Linked DNA regions of Hordeum vulgare: region 2 is linked to region 1. The links are chromatin contacts, called in public Hi-C maps. All regions are on one chromosome and are shown on one strand. Each heading gives the region's core, a stretch centred on a gene start, on an enhancer-like site or on the middle of the called end of the contact. The rest is flanking DNA. Distances are from core to core; before and after follow the strand shown. Region 1 holds the start of LOC123446529 (F-box protein At5g46170-like). Region 2 holds the start of LOC123448775 (membrane steroid-binding protein 1-like).

Region 1 (2,796 bases), core at 217-2,716:
ATTTCCTCTTGCATGCTCATGAGCATGATCATATTCACTTCTTCACCAGAATCCAAGGAATCGAAGAACTCAATTTGAATCATTGGATCAAGCTCCATTAGTCCATACTCCTCGTCCGATGAAGCATCAGAGTTCATCATTTTCCCTCAAAAATCATAAAAAGCTAGGCCAAACAATGTTTTGAAGACGTAAAGTGCAAGTGGGAGCTCGGGAGTTGCCGGACGTACTGCAGTGGCGTCCGGGTCGACAGCCGCGTCCCCAACAGCAAGGAAGGGAGACGAGTTTTCCGCCGGTGCTGGTGGAGCAGACGCTCAGAGCGGCTGCGAAGCACGTGCGACGGCGGAGCTGCGAGACGCACGTCACGGAGGAAGGAGAAAAGAGAAAAGAGCAAATGGATGTGGTAGGTCAAGGGGGTGGAATTGGTGCATTTTACGGTGAAGTCGGGCTGTTGGGTCCAACATGATGGACGCACCCACACATCCCATATATGTCTCGTGTTCTGACTCGATACGAGGGATGTCGATTAGTCCGGGCATTTGAGGTTCGTTTAAGACGCCCGTTTGGGTAGCATTTTCATGGACGATTGGGCCTCTCTCTAGGCCGAGTTTGGGGGTGTGCGATGCTCTAAGAGCATCTCCAGCAAACCCGTTAAAACCGCAAACTGTAAAACTCGGATAAGGGTAAAAAAACATTTTAAGGGTCCATTTTAGCTACGGCTGAACAAATACCTAAAAACAAACTGTAAAATTGGGATAAGGAGCTTCTTCCTCTAGTTCGGCCGCTGCCGCCCCTTCCTCCAGTCGGCCACGCCCAACCCTGTCGGTCGTCGGCCGCGCCCCACCACCACGCCAGCCATGTCGGTCGTCGGCTGCGCCTCTTCCTCCAGCCGGCCACGCCCAGCCCTGTCGGTCGTCGGCCGTGCCCCATCATCACGCCAGCCATGTCGGTCGTCGGCTGCGCCCCTTCCTCCAGCCGGCCACGCCCAGCCCTGTCGCCCGCCGGCTACGCCCTGCTCTGTTGCAAGCCGCGCCCGCCGAGCCGGGAGGATTCCAGCGGCCAGGTTGAGGTCATGGGAGGCCACGATGAGGTCGAGCTCGTCCAATTTCAACCGGTGGCGATTGATTCTGGCGTCCAACGATCTTTTCCTGTGTGCGATGGCGAATTTTGGCGAGTTTACGACGGATTCCTGTGTGCGACGGTAATTTTGCAGGTTGCCTAAGTTACTGTTAAGTAGACTATATTGCTAAGAAACGGTCGAGAAGAGGCGATGAAGATGATGATTTGATTAATAAACTAAACAATGGCACTACTCTGCTGCATTATGGCAGTAGGAGCACAGCGAGAGGAAGAAGGAAGAGGGGAGGTAAAGAAAAGGAAAATGGTCGTCCTGCTCCCTCCGTCTAACGTAACGGTATGATTAGGATTAGGGGGTGCCCGACAGCGAGTCATGGAGTTAAAACAAGAGCGGAGCAGAGCGGAGCGAGCGAGCGAGCGCGCCTTTATAACTCTCTCCCCCTCGCCATCCATTACTCACCATCACCACCACCACCAACACCCTCTTCCTCTACCCGCAACCTCAGCTGCTCCTCCTCCTCCGCGCGAGGCGAGCTGCTGCTGCCGTCTGTCTCGAGCGCGCACAGCGGAGCAGAGGAATCCTCCAGTCGAGAATGCAGTCGAGGCACCGGGTGTTCGCCGAGGACCTGCTCCTCGCGCAAGGGGAGGACCACTTCGACAGCGTGCCGGACTCGCTCGTGCTCCTCATCTTCAACAAGCTCGCGGACGCGCGCTCGCTCGGCCGCTGCTCCGCGGTCTCGCGCCGCTTCAACGCGCTCGTCCCGCTCGTCGACGACGCCTGCCTCCGCATCGACCGCGTCATCGCCGCCGACGACGCGCCCGCCGGCCCGCGCCAGCGCGGCGTCATCTCCGGCCTCCTCAAGACCGTGCTCCTGGCCGTGCTCAAGCCCTTCGGCCACTGCGACGCCGGCGCCAGGCCCGCCGGCCACGCGCCCGCCAAGCACGCGCCGCACCACTCGCCCGCGCAGGTGCTCAAGAACTTCAGCAGCATCCGCAACCTCCGCATGGAGCTCCCCGTCTCCGACGTCGGCACCGACGACGGCGTCCTGCTCAAGTGGAAGGCCGTCTTCGGCACCACGCTCCAGAGCTGCGTCATCCTCGGCGGGACCAGGCTGGACCACGCCTCGGCCTCGCACGCGCCCTCCGCCACCGCCCACGACGACCACGACGCCCCGCAGTCGCAGGGGCAGGGGCAGGGGGACGACGACAATGGGAGCATACCGGAGTCCTTCTACACCAACGGCGGGCTGAAGCTGCGCGTCGTCTGGACCATCAGCTCGCTGATCGCAGCGGCCACCAGGCACTACCTCCTCCGCGAGATCGTCAAGGAGCACCCCACCCTGGAGCGCGTGGAGCTCACGGACGCGCACGGCCAGGGCACGCTCTGCATGGAGCGCCAGCAGCTCAAGGAGTTCACCGACAAGCCGCTCGCCGCCGCCGCCGCAGCCAACCGCACGCAGGTGCCGGCCTGCAACATGAAGCTCCGCTACGCGCCCATGCTGGAGCTGTCGGACGGGACGAGGATCCAGGGCGCCACGCTCGTGGTGATCAAGCCCGTCGGCGAGGCCGGCGGCATCGGCGGCGGACGCAAGGAGCTGGACGAGTTCGTGGCCGGCGCCTTCGACGGGCCATTCAGGGAGGCCGTGTCCATGCTCAGCAAGCGCCGCACCTACCTGCTAGAGATGAACGGCTTCTAATCTAGCCAAACCTGAATCTAGCTAG
Region 2 (2,796 bases), core at 143-2,642, 410 kb before region 1:
CCTCATCCACCTGCATGTTGGAGTGCCCTCTATGTTGATGGCTCGTTCTTGAGCCATGATGGGCACACATTTGCTGGAATGGTTCTGCGGAATGAGGATGGTTTTGTGATCTTTGTAGCACATAGGTACATCTTTCACTACGATGACGCCCTAGAAGAGGAAATTCACGCTATCATGCAAGGTATGGCGTTGGCCATCGAGCATTCACACAAGCCGGTAATCGTCCAATCCGATTCTTCGAATGCCTTGGCAGTACTTTAAGGCGACACTCTTTCGAGATCAGCATATGGTCATTTAGATGCTGAGATTAAAACTCACATGGTTGTTACGGAGTTTGTTCCTTGTAAAATTGGTAGAGAGCAAAATAGGGCCGCATATCTTCTGTCACATTATAACCATATCCCAGTGTTGCACTGCGGTATGGTTGAACGTGGGTCCTTCGTTTTGTGAGGAGGACTTGTCTCATGATTGTAACCCTGTAATTTTAAAATAAACTCGTTTTCACCCAGCAAAAAAATACTCCCTCCGCCCGGAAATACTTGTCCTAGGAATGAATGAATCTAGACTTATCTTAATTATAGATACATCAAATATATCCAATTTTTAGGACAAATATTTTCGGACGGAGGGAGTACTATAAACCATGTTCTCAGAAAGGAAAAGGAAAAACATTTCGAGTACATATCCCTTTTTGTAGAATAATTTTGTGTGGGCCTATCCGGAATAAGCATGTCCTTAAGGGCCGGCTTTTTGCAAGGCCCAGCAGCAACGTGCCCCGCCCGGGCTATCTTTTGGCAACTGAAGAATACCATCCTTCATTTGGGAGGGACGTTTTGGCTCCTAGGTGCATTTGCACCCGGATGAACAGTAACACAAAAAATAATAGTAAACATTTTTCAAAAAATCTGTTTTTTTTAGATGTTTGTGTTAGTCTCGCAAGAATGCTTAGCAATTTTCATGCAAAATGGAGCAGTGATGTTTCATCGGTGAAAATAAATAAATTTGGGTGTGACATTTTAGGGTAACAATTGATGTTTAATTTTTTTCCTACACAGGATAAAATGCTTAACCTTTTTGCCTAAATAAATTCAGGTGAAAAAGAACTCATAAAAAATTTATTGTGATTTTTTTAACATTTCAAAATTCATTTCCCATTTTCGCACGTGTTTCCGAAAGCTGAATCGCATTTCCGCCCTTCACCCCCCTTAAAAAAAACCTCCCCTAGAAAAAAAAACCCACCTTTCGTCTCCATTCCCAGGCCCAGCAGCAACGTGCCCTACCGGGCTTATCTTTTCCCGGGCCTATGGTTCCCAAGCCCTATAAGGGAAAAAAACTCCCACTTTTTCTCTCCATTTGTTTTGCTACTAGAAAAAGAAGGAAAAAAGGACCGTGCGGCGTGCGCTGCGACTCCGCCGGCTTTCCCCTTTCTTCCCAGGTCGCCGAGTCAACATCCGTGACCGGCGGCAGAACCACCCTGCGCACCTAACCCCGTCCCCCCCAAAACCCAGCCACCGAACCCTAAGCTCCAGCGAGCCCCCATGGCAGCGCAGGAGATCGCGGACGCCGTGCAGGCTTACACGGGCCTCTCGCCCGCGGCTGCCTTCACCGTGCTGGCTCTGATGCTCGCCACCTACCTCATCGTCTCCACCCTCTTCATCGCCCCAGACGCCGCCGCTTCGGCACCGGCGGCCCAACCCAAGCCGCCTCCGCAGCAGGAGCAGGTGACGGAGGCGGAGCCGGAGCCGGAGCCGTTCGTGCCGCCGTTTCCGGACCCTGTGCAGGTGGGTGAGATCACGCTCGAGCAGCTCGGGGCGTATGACGGCAAGGATCCCGCCAAGTCGATCCTCATCGCCATCCGCGGTCAGGTCTACGACGTCTCGCGCGGAAGGTGAGGGTTATATTGTGCCTGGACAGATACGCGCATGACCTGAGTTTAACATTGTATAAATCATACCATGCTCGAGTAACTAGACTAGACTAATTGAGAGGGTGCTTGGATACGTTTTAGTCCCATGACTAAAAGTAATGAGACTAAAACTTGCTAGCCTCACCCATGCTTGGATCTAAGTACTAAAGAGACTAAAATCAAGTTAATGAGCATTTATTATCCTTCAAATCCTCCAATCCAGAACTTGCATGAGGAGTTAAATGAGGAGAGAGAGGACTAATGCACATTTTAGTAGGGGTATCCCTGACTAAAAGATTTTAGCCTCTAGACTAGTTTTAGCCTCTCTTTAGTCAGGGGTGCTTGGAACTTTAGCCTTTTAAAAAGACTAGTTTTAGTCTCTTGGATCCAAGCACCCTCTGAGAGAAACAGTTGGAAGCAGTACTACTATGAGCAAAGCACGTTAATATGGAGTGATGAAGAGCTTATCTAAGTTTTAGTAAAAGTTAGAAGCAAGATACATAATGTGTGCTAGTAACTGTAGGTAATTATTACATTGGTGACGTGGATAGTCCATTAAATTCCATTTGGAGACATGAGGCCTGAGTCTTTTCAGGTTGATGATGTTATACTAGGATAGGAGTCTCTTACTGAGAATGGCATTTTGGAGCGCGTCCTCCATGGAAGCCGAAATTTTTGGAAAAATCAAAATTCGAAAATTTTAGTTTCAAAAAATCTTAAAAAAATTATACAAGTAAACAAGGGTGTGATCCGTGTGTGTGTAAAATTTCAGGTCGAAATACTTTGAAACGCGACCTGTACAAAAAAGACAAATTCATGATCCGAAATGATGAATAATAACATGTGTTAAAAAGTCCCAGATTTGTCTTTTTTGCATAGCCCTCATTTCA

The links. Hi-C and Micro-C count contacts between places; a contact is called where the count stands out from the background.
Region 2: a contact with region 1 is called in a Hi-C map of leaf, with 4 times the contacts expected there. The contact joins the promoter of LOC123448775 here to the promoter of LOC123446529 in region 1. A contact is called at or near these places in 6 of 6 Hi-C or Micro-C datasets (leaf, seedling and an unstated tissue) and 1 of 1 datasets of contacts at active chromatin or transcription factors (embryo).

Annotation. Positions count from the first base shown.
Region 1 is chr4H:411,432,027-411,434,822 of MorexV3_pseudomolecules_assembly, reverse strand. LOC123446529 (F-box protein At5g46170-like) reads left to right here and starts at 1,466. Exons shown (of 1, transcript XM_045123104.1): 1 at 1,466-2,796. The coding sequence starts at 1,668. The coding sequence ends at 2,771.
Region 2 is chr4H:411,841,719-411,844,514 of MorexV3_pseudomolecules_assembly, reverse strand. LOC123448775 (membrane steroid-binding protein 1-like) reads left to right here and starts at 1,392. Exons shown (of 2, transcript XM_045125777.1): 1 at 1,392-1,888. The coding sequence starts at 1,539.